Regions from separate parts of the Pan troglodytes genome. Here region 1 is linked to region 2. The links are chromatin contacts, called in public capture Hi-C maps. All regions are on one chromosome and are shown on one strand. The core of a region is the stretch at or near the end of the contact, and the rest is flanking DNA. Distances in the headings are between cores, read along the strand shown.

Region 1 (4,689 bases), core at 481-2,980, 100 kb after region 2:
AGGGAGAGACTTTATTGGAAAGGGGTATTGCAGGAGGTGGGGAGGGGCTATTGCTTCAGGGGGAAGGGACTATGGCAATACAAAAAAACACTCCAACCAGAAAATCAGCAAGTCTCAGACCTTAAGATCTGCAAGTGTCTCAGAGCTGGGGCAGAAAAGGGCTTTACTTTTATAGGGAGAAGTCAGCAAGGCTGAAAGGAATCTATGGCTAGCAGGCAGTTACAAGATTGAGCCAGGTGCCCAGGCTAAGGCTTCTAGAGACAGGGAGACAGGGCACTAAATCCCTTGAGGTTTGTTTTAGAGATGGCTCCAAGGCCCTTAAAAAAAAATTCTTGGGTTGTAAAATTGGCAGGAGGTTAATTTCACTTTCAAAAAGATTTACCTACATCCCCATCTGCACAAAGAGCTTGCTAACTCACTAACCCAAACTTGAGTTAAGCTTCCCTCCTCCCCACCAGACCCTGGACTTTGGGCCACCCTCAGCCTGAGCCAGCAAACAGCCCCTCCCCTGGAAAAAAAAAAAAAAAAAAGGCTGGGCACAAAGTCATTCCCTGAACGTGGTTCTTTCTAGCTATGTTTACTTCTTCCAATAAAAGAAAAGTCCTTTTCTGCCTGGGCTTTGAGACGCTTGCAGATCTTGCCATCGGTCGGTCTGAGCCTTTTCACTATTCCCATAAGGCCCCTTCCTCTCCCTTTTGCAATATTCCCTTTCCCCTTCTGCAATCATGCTTTGGAATAAGGTCTCTCCTTCCCTAAGCCCAGATTTATTTGTATTTGACACCTCAAAACAGCATACTGGGCACTGGAAAGAAAAGGGGATGCATAATGGCCAGTCTTCCTCCTGGGCAGCCTCCCTGAACAAAGCCAGGAGTGAAGCATTAGTAGAACTGGTTGCCAAAAGTCTATCAAATTCCAAAACATTCCACCATCTTCCAGTTCACAGTACAACTTGATGGGATGGAGGTGATATGAAAATAATAAAACAAAACAAAACAAAAAGCAAGAAAACAACAACCCAGGTCTCTTTCTGGTGTGGTTCCAGGGAGGGTGGACTGCAGGTTCAGATGGCTCATGCAGTCACTATGGCTGTGGCGCTGTCACTTCAGAGCTATCTACCTCCTGATGTGAGGGAGAAAGGCTGGAGAAGCCACAGGAAGCTCTGTGAGGCATGGGGTTGGGTTTTGAGGATGTTGCTTGTTTGTTTTGCAGAGGGGTGAAAGGGGATGTTTTCACCTTTACTTTCCAGGAACCAAGCCTTGAGGCAGAGGGTAGCACATTTAAATAAAAGGTTGGGCCACAGGAAAGGTGGGGAATGGATCTCCACAGCAAGGATGACCCACAGCAAGGATGACCCACGGCAAGGACATGGGGAACCTGTATCACAGCCACCCTGAGGGAAGAGAAACTCATTTTCCTGAGATCTTTCTAAACCCAACCCAGGCTTTTCCCCCAGGGGTACATCCCGTATTTTCCACTTATTTCCAAACCCAAGAACATCCAAGAAGCACCTATTGTGTGCAGAGAACTATAAGGAGGCCCTGGGGTGGTGAATCAGAAGCTCAGCCTCAGCCTTGCAGTGAGGTTTTCAAGAGCGAACAATTGCTCATGGCAGGATGGGAGGAGGCCCCAGGAAAGCCTCAGAGGAGTGAGAGTCAGGCCAGCTCCTGTCCGGAGAGCCACCCAGCACCTTTGTGGAGTGGGAGTCTATCTCCCAGAAAACATCTCCAGGTGCTTTGCAAAAACCGTCCTATCTAGCAAAGCACCACATGGCCATCCTTCCCTGCTGCAGGGAAGACAGGAGCCACCGCAGACCCCCTCACCTGCTCAGAGCTCTCTTTCTGTGAGGGTCAGGTAAGGGCAGTGACCAGAGAGAGAACAAAAGGAAGTGAATGACAAAAAGCTGGGTTGAGGAAGAGGCTCCCAGCTCTGACTGTTCCAGTGCAGCTGTTGCTGGCTGCCTTCTCCAGTGATCTCGGGCAGCTCCTAGAAATGGGTCTGTTCTCTGCTCAGAGGGCAACGGTCCAGCCCGAGGTCAATGACCAGCCACTAGGGCAGGCTGGCTCCCTCGTGTGTACTTTGTAAATAGCTGGGCTCCCTAAGGGGGGACCTCACCTAGATTTAGCTCAGAGTAAGGAGGAAGACCCCCACCCTGCTGAGGTCACAAAACACAATGAAAAATAAACATATGACCCCAGTGGGCATGCCCCAAGTCTACTCTGGTCACACTCCTGAGAGCCAGTGAGGGAAATCCAGTGGCCGACTGTGAGAGAGGACTCTGACTTGTAGGTCACAAGCACCTGGTCACCCGAAGGTCAGGACTGCTGAGGGTTTGCTCACCAAAGCACCACACATTAGAGGGAGAATGAGAGGGGAAGGAAGAGAGAAAAGCGTGGGGCACCAGGAAAGTGCGGCAGAGAAAACAAAGAGCAACTAAAAATTATCCAGAGTCAGGAGTCGCAACCTTTGGCATCACAGCTCAGAGGAAGCCCAAGCCTGGTGCTCCTCCTGCTGTCTACACTGCCTACGAATAGTACCTGTCTGAGTCAGAGTGACCCGTGTGAATACAGGGATGCAGGGGTTTGGGGAGAGGTGGGAGGGGACGTGGCTTGTCACATGCAGCCATACAGCCAGAAGCCGTTCCCTCAACCAAGCCCTGGGCAGGGCCACAGCAGTGGCTGGCTTGACCCTTCCTTAATCCCTAAAAGCTAAAAGGGGTGGGTAAGTACCAGCCTCCATCCAGCCCGGGACCTCTGAGGAGAGCAGAAGCAATGGGAAGCTCTCTTGCGTGCCCTGCACCCCAGGAGTGAATGGATGGCTTCTGCAAGCGAAGTGCTGGCCTGAGGGGCTTGCTGGCCTTGAGCATCTCCATCAGCACCTCGGGGCTAGGAGTCTGGAGGAGAAGCTGCCAGTCACCCTCCTCATACTCTCCCCTCCCTACCTGGGGCTGTATATTGCACAAAACAACACCTAGAGGCCATCAGATCGTAGTCCCTCTGGGCTTCCAAGGAAGCCGAGGAGGCACTGAGTCAACAGGGAGATTTTTGGAGATGTGGAGGTTCCTGGAGGAGGGTGGGAGGAGCTCAGAGGCGGCCAGACATGCTTCTTCAGGGTTCCATGGCCATGGGTCCTCTGCAGTGTCCAGAGAGCTCAAGGAAAGGGAGAAGCCCCTTGGACAGGTCTAGATTTTCGAGCTAATCATCCCTCCAGCCCTCTGTGATCTGTATTCTGGAAACTGGGAAGAAAAAGAAGGGAGGGAGAGAGACATCAGCTTGATGCTGATCAATGGGATCAAGGGGGCAGCCATCCTCCCGATTTTAGAAGGAAGGATGGACCACCCACTGAGAACAAAGGCTTCTTGTGAAGTCCATCCATGTGTCCACTCACCCAGACCATCAGCCCAGCAGGAAGGGGTGTGGTAGGTGCCCCTATCTGAAGCTGACCAGCCACCCCTCCCTCTTCCCTTCCCTGCTAAGGCAGCAGCACAGTCCACAGTTTTCTCAATGCCTCGTGGGAATACAGCATGGTCAGCCAGCTTCTTCACCTCATCCCTTTCTGACCTGACTGCCAAGACTGGCAAACTGAGACTGTCAGCCACACAGAAGAAGTACGAGGAGGGGCCAAGTGTACACAGCCTCCCGCAGGCCAGGTGGCTTCTACTAATGCACTTCCTTGCTCTCCACAACAACCTGATGGGGCTGGTACTGCTGCTCATCATAGCCTCTGTACAAATGAGGAAACAGACTCAAGAGGGACTTGCTCAGGGTCCCTCCCCAGGTCAGGTGCAGGGGCAGGACTGAAGCCACCACAGCTCAGGATTCTAAGAATCACCTTTCACACGAAGCCAAAACTCCACAGTCAAGCGGGCACAAAGAAACATGAATGTTTTGCCCTTGGCTTTTGTTCTGGAAGTTCAGTCCAGACCACAAGAAGCATGAATTGCTTTGTTTTCTCAACTCTACACCTGCCCCCCTGGAGCCCTCTGGTACCAGCTTTCACCTTGAGGGCTTCCTGTGGACTCACCTTTGGGGCAAGTGCTGCCAGAGGCCGGGACTGCTGAGGGCCAGCACCAGGGGGCCGCAGTGGGGATGCACCTCCTGGCCTGGGGAGGCTCCTGCGGCCTGGCACTGGGTTTGCCGGGAGTGCCTTCTGGGGCGGCCGAGGCCTGGAGAAGTCCTGGAGAGAAAGCAATAAGCCTCACTTGAAGGCCAGAGGCCTGTTTGAAAGAAAATATCCCTGATATCTCACAGGTTAAAATCAGATAGATAAAAGTTATATACTGTATGGTCCCATTTAGAAAGAAACTGTATGTATAATGTGTTTATATTCTCAAGAGGAAGTCAGGAGAGCAAGCTGGCAGTATCTATTAAAATTACAAATAACCAGTGATGATGATCTTTTTTTCATATGTTTGTTGGCTGCATAAATGTCTTCTTTTGAGAAGTGTCTGTTCATATCTTTCACCCACTTTTTGATAGGGTTGTTTGATTTTTTCTTGTAAATCTGTTTAAGTTCTTTGTAGATTGGGGATATTAGCCCTCTGTCAGATGGATAGATTGCAAAAATCTTCTCCCATTCTGTAGGTTGCCTGTTCACTCTGATGATAGTTTCTTTTGCTGTGCAGAAGCTCTTTAGTTCAATCAGATCCCATTTGTCTATTTTGGCTTTTGTTGCCATTGCTTTTGGTGTTTT
Region 2 (4,114 bases), core at 1,565-4,064:
TTGTTTAGATTTATTGCACTAAATATTTATTACTTTTTTCCTTAAAAGGAAAGACTCATACATAGCAAATGTACACAATTCAAATGCATGGAAAGTAAAAAAGTAAAAGCCCCATCTCAGCCACCCCTCTCAGACCGTCACTCCATACACCCACCTGTGCTTGATCCAGGATGATTTTGCCCATCGCTCTGAGGAAAAAAAAACTCCTCCAGCTGCCCAAGAAGCGTGTCCTGTCCCTTTGCCCAGGCACCCACAAGTAATGCCTCTGGCCTTTCTGTATGTGTTTCTCTTAGCCCAGACACAGATTATGTTTTTGGTTGAAAACGATCCATGCTTTGTGGAATGGAGGCACTTTGACTCCCAATAATACCCTTCCTTTGTGTGACTTTATGATATTTAAGTATATTTACCTCTTTTCAGAAATGGCCTTATCTGAAAAACAAACCTGCTAGTGTGAACATATCAGGACTTGGGAAAAAATGGTCTGAGAGTTAAGAGTCACTGGTTCCACAGACAAGACCAAGAGCCCCCATGAGCCAGAGTGAGAGACTCTAGGGCATATCCCATCCATGATGGCACTGTTCACCACCCACCTGCCGGTTGTCAGCATAGAGGGTTACCCTCCAAGCCCTCCAGTGGTGGGCAAGATGATCCCAGAGGTTTTTTGTTTTTTTTTTTTTTTTTTTTTGAGACAGAGTCTCACTCTGTTGCCCAAACTGGAGTGCAGTGGTGTGATCTCGGCTCACTGCAGCCTCCACCTCCTGGGTTCAAGCGATTCTCATCCCTCAGCCTCCCAAGTAGCTGGGATCACAAGCATGTGCCACTATGCTTGGCTAGTTTTTGTATTTTTAGTAGAGACAGGGTTTCACCATATCGGCCAGGCTGGTTCTAACTTCTGACCTCAAGTGATCCACCTGCCTTGGCTTCCCAAAGTGCTAGGATTATAGGCATGAGCCACCGCGCCCGGCCATTCCCAAAGCTTTTAACTATTAACACACCATTTAACAATAGCAACTATATAGATTTGATTGATAAACATTTATCAGTTGATGTTTTGTTTAGAATTTTACTGATGAAAATTTATAGTCAGAGACCCTCAGCTTAGATACAAAATAGAGTGAAAAATGGCATAAAACAAGAACTGATCCATAGAAACAGGAGATAGAGGTAATAGGAAAGATTTCCCAGGTAAAGGTCATTAGTGTATCCTCAGCACCTAACACAAGGCTCATTAACCATAAATCAGGGGAGGGACATTTCAGCTTCGTCGTGGTGTAATGTTTATCCTCTAAAATCCTCAAGATACCACCATTTGAGACAGAGGCAATCCATCACCTTCATCCAAAGCCAGCTCAATTTTTGCTTATTTTGTGAGCCTTACCAGTAACTGCCAAGAAATCAGAGCCTTGGTTATGTAGTTCTGTATCAATGACTTTTCTTTGAGGACACCCCCAGTGGGCAGGGTCATATTACAGTTTGCGCTACTGAGTATTATTCTACAATGGACATCGCCAAGCACCAGGGAGGCAGTGCAGGTTAGTGCAATGGTCTCAACTATGGCTGCTCATTTAAATCACTTGGAAATCTGCTTAAAAATTCTGATCTCAGAGGCCTGTCACAAGGAAAACAAAATCCTTGAGAATGGACCTAGTTTTCTTTTTTTTTTTTTTTTAAGACGGAGTCTTGCTCTGTCACCCAGGCTGGAGTGCAGTGGCACGATCTCGGCTCACTGCAACCTCCACTTCCTGGGTTCAAGCAGTTCTCTGCCTCAGCCTCCCGAGTAGCTGGGATAAGAGGCACCTGCCACCATGCCTGGATAATTTTTGTATTTTTAGTAGAGACCAGGTTTCACCCTGTTGGCCAGGCTGGTCTTGAACTCCTGACCTCGTGATCCATGCGCCTCAGCCTCCCAAAGTGCTGGGATTACAGGCATGAGCTACCACGCCTGGCCAGACCCAGATGTTTTAAAAGCTCCACACTTGACTCTGATGGGCAGCCAGAGTGGAGGATCTCTGATCTAGAAGCATTTTCTTGGACTAGAGCTGCCAGACTCTTGACATTGATGCTTAGTTGTCACAGTTCTTGCCACATCTGCAGATCACTGGTTTTGTTATTTACATAATCTTTTTACTGAAACTTAATTTTAAAAGGAAACTATCACTTCCATTTAAAAAAATCATCTCTTGCCATCATTAGAAAGCAACCAGAATAATACATTCAATCAATCAAAATACAACAAAGTCATATAATTCCAGCTGCTGCCTGCCCAGATCTCTGAACACAAGCCCTACTCCCTCTTTGATAAAAACAAGATTAGTAAATATTAGGTGCTAACATGTGCTGGTTTCAAATGGAGACTTTCTCATTAAGGTTGTCAGAAAGATTGATAGGAAACTGAAAAAGGAAAGAACTTGCTCACTGTGTGGCTCACTATGATTAAATCACATTTCCTTGTATGCCCAATTTCCACTTTAGGAAATGCTAACCTTGGAAGACATTGGCATATACTTGAGGGAAGAGAAAGCCCACTTTCTAGGCCACAGTTTCCTGGCTATAGATCTTTTCCAGTTGACCAGACATGATTCCGATCCAGAATAATAATTCTATTATCCCCTTGACAATTCAGGGGACTGAGGAAGGGGTTGGAGGTGAAACATAGTAATATACAGCACTATTCAAGCAAGGCATAGATTGACAGGAAAAGATCACACACAGAATCAGGTAAGATTAAATTACTGATAGATTTAGCAAGGGCTATGAAGAGCTGCTGGAAGTGAGGGACCAGCGGAACAGGAGCAGAGGCAGCGTCTCTCGGTTGGGCTTTCCACTGCACCTGGAGTCCCAAATGAGGGCTGGAAGCTGTGGCTTGTACATTCTGTGCAAGGGGAGAGGGTCCTGGTGCAAATGGGAAGCCTAATTTCTTGCCTGCTTCACAGGCTCTGTATCCTTGGGGCTTAACATCAGTATGCGGGAAACACATTATGTGCCTCCATGTAAGGGAATGTTTAGAACACTAAGCTCTCTGGTTAGGGCCCAGCTCCCCATCCCCCTCCTGCCAGAAAATCCAAGCAGCGATCCCTGTGGGGTGCCTGGACCTCCCATTTCCAGCTCCTTTCTCCATACAAAAACATAATGCATTAGTGTTATTTGTCTTTTTGTTGCCTCAGAAATCAGAGTTAAAGGTTAAGAAAATACTGATTTGATGGTGCTCTTTAGGAAATCAGCTAAAAATGGTAGTTTTTCACTCAGCTGTGAACAGAACCCTAAAGGTAGAGTCTAATGCCATTCTGCATAAATCTGACATTCTTAGGATCATATTGAATCTTTTTAAAATATGTACACGGAATCTTTATGGTAGCCTGTAGCCAAGAGAAATCAAGTCTCCAGTTAGCCTCATAGACTAAGTGAGTTGGGAACACTTAAGGTTTTTGATAGTTGATGGAATCCCTCAGTTTTAAAACTGATGGTCCATCAGTTTTAAATTAACTATAATACAAAAAGAAAATTAAGACAGAAAGTAATGCGAAAATAAAACATGAATCCCTTGAATTCTGATGTGAGTTCCTTACAGTAAAATATTTTTGCATCCTGACCCTAAAAACCTTTTTTGCTTTTACTGTCAACACAGCAATTTTACAGTAGACAGACTGCGGTTCTTAATCACCTAATGATTATTTCTCTTGTAGTTATCATATAGTGGGAATAATAAACATTAGCATGACACTTGGTACATGCAAAATTACTGAATCATAACTTTTACTCATTAATTCCTCCCAGAGAGAAACTTCTGCAGAAGCACAAGCTCCTGGGAGTTCTCCAAGGAGGGATTGTTGAAGTTCGTTGTTTTTGTATAGCAATTGCATATTATTCACACTTTGGAAAACTCATCATGGTTACATCCTGGTTCCACAAAAAAGCTATAAAAGAAACATTTTAAGAACAATTAAGGAAATTTTAGTCTAGACGACATCGTGTATCATATTAAGAACATTTTAAATTTAGGGGATCACAATTCTGAGGTTGCACAGGAGGATGTCCTTGTTTTTAGGAGTTGCATGCTTAGGTATTTAAGGCTGAAGTGACTCAATGTCTTCCATTTACTCTCAAATGACTC

What was found. Capture Hi-C pulls out chosen DNA fragments and counts their contacts.
Region 1: a contact with region 2 is called in a capture Hi-C map of stem cell-derived neural stem cells, with 3 times the contacts expected there. The contact joins two enhancer-like sites. A contact is called at or near these places in 3 of 7 Hi-C or Micro-C datasets (induced pluripotent stem cells and stem cell-derived neural progenitor cells) and 1 of 1 other capture datasets (stem cell-derived neural stem cells).

What each region holds. Positions count from the first base shown.
Region 1 is chr4:155,163,016-155,167,704 of NHGRI_mPanTro3-v2.0_pri, forward strand. It overlaps ADAM19 (ADAM metallopeptidase domain 19), which reads right to left. Exons shown (of 22, transcript XM_016954120.4): 21 at 4,021-4,173; 22 at 1-3,232. The coding sequence ends at 3,179. Among named protein-coding and RNA genes, the nearest start is that of NIPAL4, 20 kb to the left of the region's middle. Within about 2 kb of position 1,731, at least 2 of the 24 cell types and tissues checked have an H3K27ac peak or open chromatin away from gene starts, as enhancers often do. A contact at or near this core is called in stem cell-derived neural stem cells, where this site is marked.
Region 2 is chr4:155,057,902-155,062,015 of NHGRI_mPanTro3-v2.0_pri, forward strand. All of the region lies in intron 26 of CYFIP2 (cytoplasmic FMR1 interacting protein 2), which reads left to right. Among named protein-coding and RNA genes, the nearest start is that of FNDC9, 25 kb to the left of the region's middle. Within about 2 kb of position 2,815, at least 2 of the 24 cell types and tissues checked have an H3K27ac peak or open chromatin away from gene starts, as enhancers often do. A contact at or near this core is called in stem cell-derived neural stem cells, where this site is marked.